Regions from separate parts of the Mus musculus genome. Here region 1 is linked to region 2. A link is a contact called in public promoter capture Hi-C data. All regions are on one chromosome and are shown on one strand. The core of a region is the stretch at or near the end of the contact, and the rest is flanking DNA. Distances in the headings are between cores, read along the strand shown.

The links. Capture Hi-C pulls out chosen DNA fragments and counts their contacts.
Region 1: a contact with region 2 is called in a promoter capture Hi-C map of adipose tissue. The contact joins the promoter of Zfx here to the promoter of Pola1 in region 2. A contact is called at or near these places in 1 of 39 promoter capture datasets (pre-B cells) and 1 of 9 other capture datasets (adipose tissue).

The regions. Positions count from the first base shown.
Region 1 is chrX:94,120,928-94,124,663 of GRCm38.p6, reverse strand. Zfx (zinc finger protein X-linked) reads left to right here and starts at 1,257. Exons shown (of 9, transcript NM_001044386.1): 1 at 1,257-1,596.
Region 2 is chrX:93,629,600-93,633,523 of GRCm38.p6, reverse strand. It overlaps Pola1 (polymerase (DNA directed), alpha 1), which reads left to right and starts at 1,369. Exons shown (of 37, transcript NM_008892.2): 1 at 1,369-1,455. The coding sequence starts at 1,413.

The sequences.
Region 1 (3,736 bases), core at 8-2,507, 490 kb before region 2:
ACATTCTTAGAATATGTTTAAAGACACCTCACCCCAGTTTGCAATTTGCTTTATCCTTTTTGTTCTTTAAAGATGTCTTAACTATGGGAAAACAGCTATCAACACTGTCTACCAATATGTCAAGCTGGGTGTCTGAGCACACGTCTGTGATCCCAGCACTTGGGAGGCCGAGGCAAGAAATTGGCTATATCCCGAAATATCCACTGTCTTATGTCCCCCAGTACACCACAAAAAGTTCTATCATGTTAGAGTCTACAGTAATGTACAAACTATATAGTTTAATGTTTTTCGGTGGTAGTGGCCCATGCCTTTAATCTTAGCGCTTGGGAGGCAGAGGCGGGTAGATCTCTTGAGTTCAGCCTTGTCTACAAAGTTAAGTTTCAGGACAGCTAGGACTACTCAGAGAAACCCTGTCTGGCAAAAAAAAAATGCCACATAGTGATCTGGATTGAGAAAAACACAAAACTCCTATTTTTAAGTTTATAAATATTTTGTTGAATCAGATACTTTCACTTCTTTATCTTCTTAAAGTTTAAGAGACTTAAGAATTTTATTTAAAAAAATCTCGATAATTGTAGAGTGTTATAGCATTATTACATACATAAAAGTTATGATCCATAGACTTCCAGTGTAACACACGTGTAGTTTCTATAGCACTAAAAATCTCTATTCTCTGCAGTGTGCTAAAGGCTTCAAAATGTACCTAACCCCCCCCCCCATAAAAAGAGACCAATTTGGCTTCCCGACAGAAAGCTTATTTATTAAAAAAAAAATTACCGGGTTTGGTTGTTATTCTAGGTACCCCCCCAACACTCTGCCTGCACCATTCAAATTGGCAAGGCCATTTTCATTTTGTTTCAAAGTTGTTTTTTTTTTTTTTTTTTTTTTTAAAGGGAAGGCAGGGGACGGCGAGGGTTGCTAAATTTATCTTCATCCCCAGGCACCGGGGATGAAAACACACACACACCGCACACACACACATTTACGGCGGGAGGGGGGTCTGCGGGCCTGCAAACAACTCGAGCCACCGCCTCAGGCCGGGACCCTCGCGGAGAGGCGGTAGGTGTCCCCGAAGGCCCCCGGGGGGTGGCCGCGGCCCACAAACATGGTGGGGGGTGGCCCGGGCCTCCCGCCTCTCGACGGTGTCGGTGGGCCACGGCCTCGTGCGGATTTTACAGCCGAGGCGGCGGCGGCGGCGCGTGTGTGGCGGCGGTGGCGGGCGGGAGCGCGGAGGTGGAAAGAAGGGGGGCGCTGTCACGGAAACTCGGGCCGCCGGAGACCCCGCCGCAGCGAGGCCACTGGGCTCCCCGGTTGCGGGGCGTGAAGGGCGCCAACCCGGGGCGTCAGCGGGACCCACCGGGCGGAGGAGGGGGCCCAGCTACCCTTCCGCATTTTCCTGGGTCTCTCTCCCCGGCGGTGACGTGACGTGCTGACGGCGGGCCCGTGCCGGGGAGCTGGGCCGCTTTTTGTCAGCTCCGAGCTCGGCCCCTCCTCCCTCCCTCCGCCCGCCCCACCAGCCGGAGCCCGGCCCAGTGCTCCAGAGAAAGGCCGGCCTGCAGCACCCGCCACCGTCGCCGACCGCCGCACGACCGTCCGGTGAGTCCGGGGCGCCACTGCGGCCGTAGGGCCTGGTGCGCGCGCGGCGGCCTGCTCTCGGCCTGCTCGGCGGCCCGCAAGGCGCCCTCCCGCGCTAGGCCGGGCGGCGTGGCGCGCGACGCCGAGCAGGCCCCGAGGAGGCCGCAGTTAGGCCCGGGGTGGCGCCCGGGCGCTCAGAACGGCGGTCGAGGCGCGTTCTGGAAACGGGCGGGGACCGGGGCAGTGCCGCCCGGCGGTTGGGGAGGCGGCTGAGGGGTCCCGGGTGGGCGACGTGGCCGACCCGGGGCACCGTGCGGGGGCGAGGCCTGGCGAGGAGGCTAAGGCTGCAGGCATGAGGTGAAGGCCGCAGGCCGGCCCGGCCGATTTTCGCTATGTAAATATCGGCGAGGGGGGGGGGAAGAGGGACGGGGGACAAGATGGCGGCCGGCCGGCGCCTGCTGCAGGCTACGACGGAGGGGGTTGCCGGGAGGGGGAGCCGCCATTTTGAAGGCGGCGTCTGAGGAGAAAATTCCGCTACAGCCCGTGAGGGGGGGTGTGAGAGCGGGCCGCGGCGGCGCTAGCTACGGGGACCGGAGCCCGGGCGCGGCGTCGAGTGTGCGCGCAGGGGCGTGTTCGCTCCCCATGGCGGCCATTGCCCTCGTCGCCATGATGAGCACTTGGATCCCAGGCGCTTGGCGGCAGCGCCACCTTCCTGCCCAGCCTCCCACAGCCCCGTGACTGGCTGCTGTTTCCGCTGTGTTTCAGTTGAGCTGCCGCAGGCGGCCATCGCGGCCGTCTTGGCGCTGGAGCCACCTCATCTGTATGGCCCCGGGGCTCCGAGCCTTTTCCCGGCGCTTTGCTGCCGCTTCAGGGTGATCTGCCGCGGTGGCAGTAGTGGAGCCGGAGACATTTTCTTAGGACTTTATTTTCTCAGAGGTAGATAGACGTGGCCGTTAGGGTGACCCTGGTGCGGTGCTTCTCCGCCAATCGTTGCTTTCACGACTCTGTGAATAAAGAAAGAAAAGTGATGGGAAAGTTCTCACCACTCTTTTGACCAATAGGGGGAAAAAGGCATCCTACGAAAGCGGAAGACTAGCATATCGGAGGGAAGTTTTTGTGTTCCTTTCTGTGGAAACAAGTTTCTTGGGAGGCTGCGTTTGAATTTTGGTATATATATTTATTTATTTAACTGAGGAAAATTAAAGGGCAGAAAGTTATTTTCTTATCCAACGATGTAATGTGACGTATTAGCTAGCTTTCGTTGATTCGCTGTGGTAGCCCGTTTGTGAGGTTTTTAGAGTGGAATCGCACCCCATGAAATTTCTTTCGATCTCACCCGGTACAACTTTGCTGGTAACCTCGGCGTCCCATGCCGGCTGTGCTAGGTGCTGAGAAAGAGTAAGGAGGGTTCTTGTAAGTGGTGGCTGTGGGAGGCTTGTTGTTCAGAAGTAGAAGAGCAAATGTTGAACTGTAAGAAGTGCCGCGCGAAGGCTACATCCGAGTTAAAGTGGGTTTCAGAGCAGACATGGTTTCTGTTTGAAGCATCAGGAAGGAGTTCCTGAAATAGGTGGCATTTTGAGGTTACAAGCCTGATGGCCCAGACAGGCAAAGGGCGTTTCAAGGGTGAAGTTTCTTTAGAGAACAGCAAGTATTTACTGTTTGTCTGAAATGGATAGTATAGGTAGAGGCTTGCAAAGGTGGGTTGCAGCGCGAATGGCAAGGGCTTCTGCTCCGTGGGAAGCAAGTGCGGGAGCTCTCCGACTCCCGGATGACGACACCCGGATCTGTGCTTGATAGCTATCAGCTCGGTTGGGCTAGGACAAGTTTGAGAGAAGTAGGTTGTGTGGTAGGCTGACCAGTGTTTTTATAGTGATGATAATTACAAAGAGTGGTCAGAAGCCAGATTTTATTACCCTTTTAAAATGCTTTATTGCAGTTTTGAATGATCCATTTTTGTTAGACAGCTGGTCCTTTTTCTATATTCACTGTAAATAACGTTTTACTCAGAGTTGTTATTTCTGTAGTAAACAGAGTTTCCTATGATTTCATTTCCCATTGTTGAAAATGAATCCTGGTGCTCCTCGAAGAAGATGAGAAATGAACTTTCCTACAAGTGTTCCCATGATGTTTTTAGGAAGTCAGTTTTGAAAATGAGTTTGGA
Region 2 (3,924 bases), core at 120-2,619:
GAAAGTAGTCCAAAGTTATATAAAAGTTATATAATTCAAATCCCAAGCCTGACTCCACCTGAACTTTAAATCCTCCCAATATTAAAAAGAGCATTATAAACAGAAAACATTTATAAGTCAATCATCTTTGCAAAAGACACATTTTGGGAATGGGTTTTATAGGCCTAAATATTTGATATATTTTTTGCAATTAGGTATGTACACATGTGTGACGGTTTGTATCTGCTTAGCCTAGGGAGGTGTGGCCTTGTTGGAGTAGGTGTGTCACTGTGAGGCTTTAAGACCCTACTCCTAGCTGTTTGGAACTTAGTATTCTGTTAACAACATTCAGATGAAGATGTAGAACTCTTAGCTCCTCTTGTACTGTGCCTGCCTGTATGCTGCCATGCTCCTGTCTTGATGATAATGGACTGAACCTCTGAACCTGCAAGGCAGCCCCAATTAAATATTGTCCTTTGTAAGACTTGCCTTGGTCATGGTGTCTGTTCACAGCAGTAAAAGCCTAAGACAACATTCATTTACCATTTCCTTTTGATGTTTGTTCATTAAACTTTCCCTCTTTTTTTTTTCTTTGCTTCTCTTTCTGTCTATCCAACTCTCATTCTTTTTGAGGCATGAACTTCTTTGGCTTCAAACTTAGAAGTTCATTTTGGGCTCAAAGTTACCACCCTCTTGTCTCAGCCTCCCAAGAGTAAAGTTTACTGATTAACCTCCCTCACCCGCTTTGAGGTGAGTGTTATTTTTTGTCAACAACTGTCTTAAAAGAACTAAGCAAATAAAACAAATCCAAAACACACAAGTTATTTTGTTACTTTTTCAATTGTATCACATCAGGAGTGAGTCATGAAGTAAGATTGTTACATTTGGAGGCTGTCACTTCAGCTATGTGCTTGAGGGAAATACGTTTTGGTGGATAACACTCAGAGAGACAAGGTACAGGGCAAGAATCAGATTGTATTTGTCGAAGAAGTCACTCTTTTGGGGCCGGGGGCAGAGATGGAGGGCAGCAATTGAGAGACAATTTATACCCGCCCGCACTTCTTTTCCCAGAAAATATCTCTCGTGACCAGAGAACCCCTTTTCCCATGCGTCCTACGGATTGTTAAAATAGCGTGCATGCGCTTGCGCAGTGCCTTTAGGAGGTTTCTTTTCAGCTCCCGACCGCCTCCTTCTCCAGGTCTCCCCGGTCCTCGCCGAGGTTCCCGCTTTTCGCTCAGGGGTCATCACAGGGCGCCAAATGCACTCCCGCGGGAAGGCCGGGGGCGGGGCGCGGCTCAGCGCCGCACGTCAGTGGCCTTCCGGGCGGAAGTCCGCAGTCTTCCAGGCCGCTGATTGGCTTTCGTACTGGCGCCTATCTTGGCCTCCGCGCCAGTTTCAGGCTGGTTGGCGCGGAATAGAGAGACTATCGGACCATGGCGCCCATGCACGAAGAGGACTGTAAACTGGAGGCAAGCGGTGAGGGAGGATCCCATGCTTAGGGCACGTGGTTGGGAATGTGGGGGTCGCGGTATGATCGAGGGGGAGCGGAAGGTCTCTGCTTTTTATCCTTAAGAAGGTGGCGCGCTCCTAGACCGCCCCTTAGGTCTGTTTGACCGCCAACCTTAATCATTCTGGGCGGAGACCCTAGGGGTGTGGGACGGGGCTTCCTGATGGGGTCACTTGCTGAAGGTATTTTGGCTTGAGCGGTTTCTTTCTCTTATGACAGGCTTCACAGTCGTTGGCTCTTTTCATTTTCTTTGATGAGTCGCAAGCACGTGTGGGTTACAACTTCCATGGCAACCTGCCTCGGCAGGGATTGCTCTCTCCTGCCTGAAACTGTTTCTATGCTCCCTTGGCAGGTCTCGGTTTGAGGGTTTGGAGCATGCCTGTGCCTCCGTTTCTAGGAAGTCCCAGGAAAATTGTTAGCATTGTCATTGAAGTGAGAGATGGAAGTGCTGTCACCAGATATAGATGCATTTCGTTAAGATTTTTTTAGGTTCTACGGGAAGTTCTTCAAGTGCTACATAGAAATACTGTTCAGGTCTAGTCATTTTGGGTGAGGTTTGAAAAAAAGTATCAGTTGAGTAGCATTTCGGATGCCCTATATATCAGGCATTTTGTGAGTAGTAATTTTTTATTTCCAGAAGTAGAGTTCAAAAATGCAGATGGCCTTGTCTGATTCTGATTTTAAACGGTGTTCAGCTAAAGTATGACTTAACTTCAGTTCTAACTTAAAATCAGATACTTTCTTAACCAAGTGTCACATGTCCTGCCATTCACTGTGCATTGCCATTAATGAGATCTTGCTTCGTAATCAGTTTCTTTTGCATTCAGCTAGTTTTAAAATCACAGGTTTCTCTCTCTCTCTCTCTCTCTCTCTCTCTCTCTCCTCTCTCAGACAAATTATTTTGGAGAGTTGACTAGCTTGGATTACAAATGGGCTGTGGGATGTAAGTACATGAACAGTCTGCAGCCTCTATCAGTCATTTGCTTCTAAGTCCTTTTTTCACCCTAAAAAACTGTACGCCATCTGTGCACATCAAGAAATCACTCTTTGGAGGATACTGTGCAATCTTGAGACCCCTCTTAAGTCACAGTGTTGATTAAGTATTTTCTGGGGACTTGTGACTGGAATTTTTCTTTAAAGCATGCCAAAAGATTGTTATGTGGAAGACCGCTTCAGGTTACTGTCCCTGCCTGCTTTGGGGGAGGGTAGAAGTACTCCCAAGTGGTGATTTGAAAACATTATTTCAATCTTTGTGTTTTCCCCCATTGTCTTGTGTCTGTGTGTGTGTGGTGTTTTTTTTTTTGTTGTTGTTTGTTTTTGTTTGTTTTTTTTGTTTTGTTTTGTTTTTTTTTTTTTTTTTTTGCTAATTCACACAGCGTTAAAGACATTGCTTTAAAAAAAAATTCCAGGCTTTTTATGTTGGAAGGTGGGACACCTGGACAGTGTCAGCAAAATGTAGCAAGGCGTGTAATTAGCTGCCATTGTGTATAGAAAGTCATTGGAGGCTTTAATGATAAAAAAATCTGGTATATTGGTTTGTTCAGCAAACATTTATTATGCAAGTACAAGGCATAGGCATTCTGCCAGGCTCTGGCATTAGCATGCTGGGTAGAATGGTGTGGCTTCTGTCTTCATGAGTGGAGAAAGTAAACAGTCATATATAGTACCACATGGAATCTTCCCTGAGGAAATTGCTTTAGTTTTGCTTTCTGAAGCTAGACCAAAGTGTTGACTAGGTGCCATGTGTGGAATGTATGCATGTGCATATGTTTGATTATCCTACAACCTTACACAACTCACACATGTGTGTGCACACACACGTGCACATGCATGCACATGCATTTCCCATACAGTTGTAGTCACACATGCACACCCAATTTCTCTTGTATTGCTAAGTACATAATAAGATAGCCATTCTTATTTAATTCTTAATGGGGAAGATGTATTTTCTCCTTTTCATGAGTGTAAAAGGGTCTTAAAAGGTCTATAAGTAGCTCTTACAAGTAGTGTATGAAAAGAGATTGGGAATTTAATGACCAAAAAAAGGCATTCAGAGGCTCAGTCAGGAACCACTACAACTACTGGAACCAACTCTAGTTGCTTTAAACAAAAGAAATTGATTAGGGTACTATGCAGTTTGCAGAGATCCTGTAGGACTGGGAAGCCACTCTGGGGGCTGCTTAGCCAGAAATGGTGATTTCTGCTGTGCCAGAGAACTGAGCCAGAGAGGTCATTGTCACCTATGGCAAAATATTCAGATGTTACAGCTTATACCTTAAGATATATTTATTGGACTCAGCCGGGCATGGTGGCGCATGCCTTTAATCCCAGCACTCGGGAGGCAGAGGCAGGTGGATTTCTGAGTTCAAGGCCAGCCTGGTCTACAAAGTGAGTTCCAGGACAGCCATGGCTATGCAGAGAAACCCTGTCTCAACCCC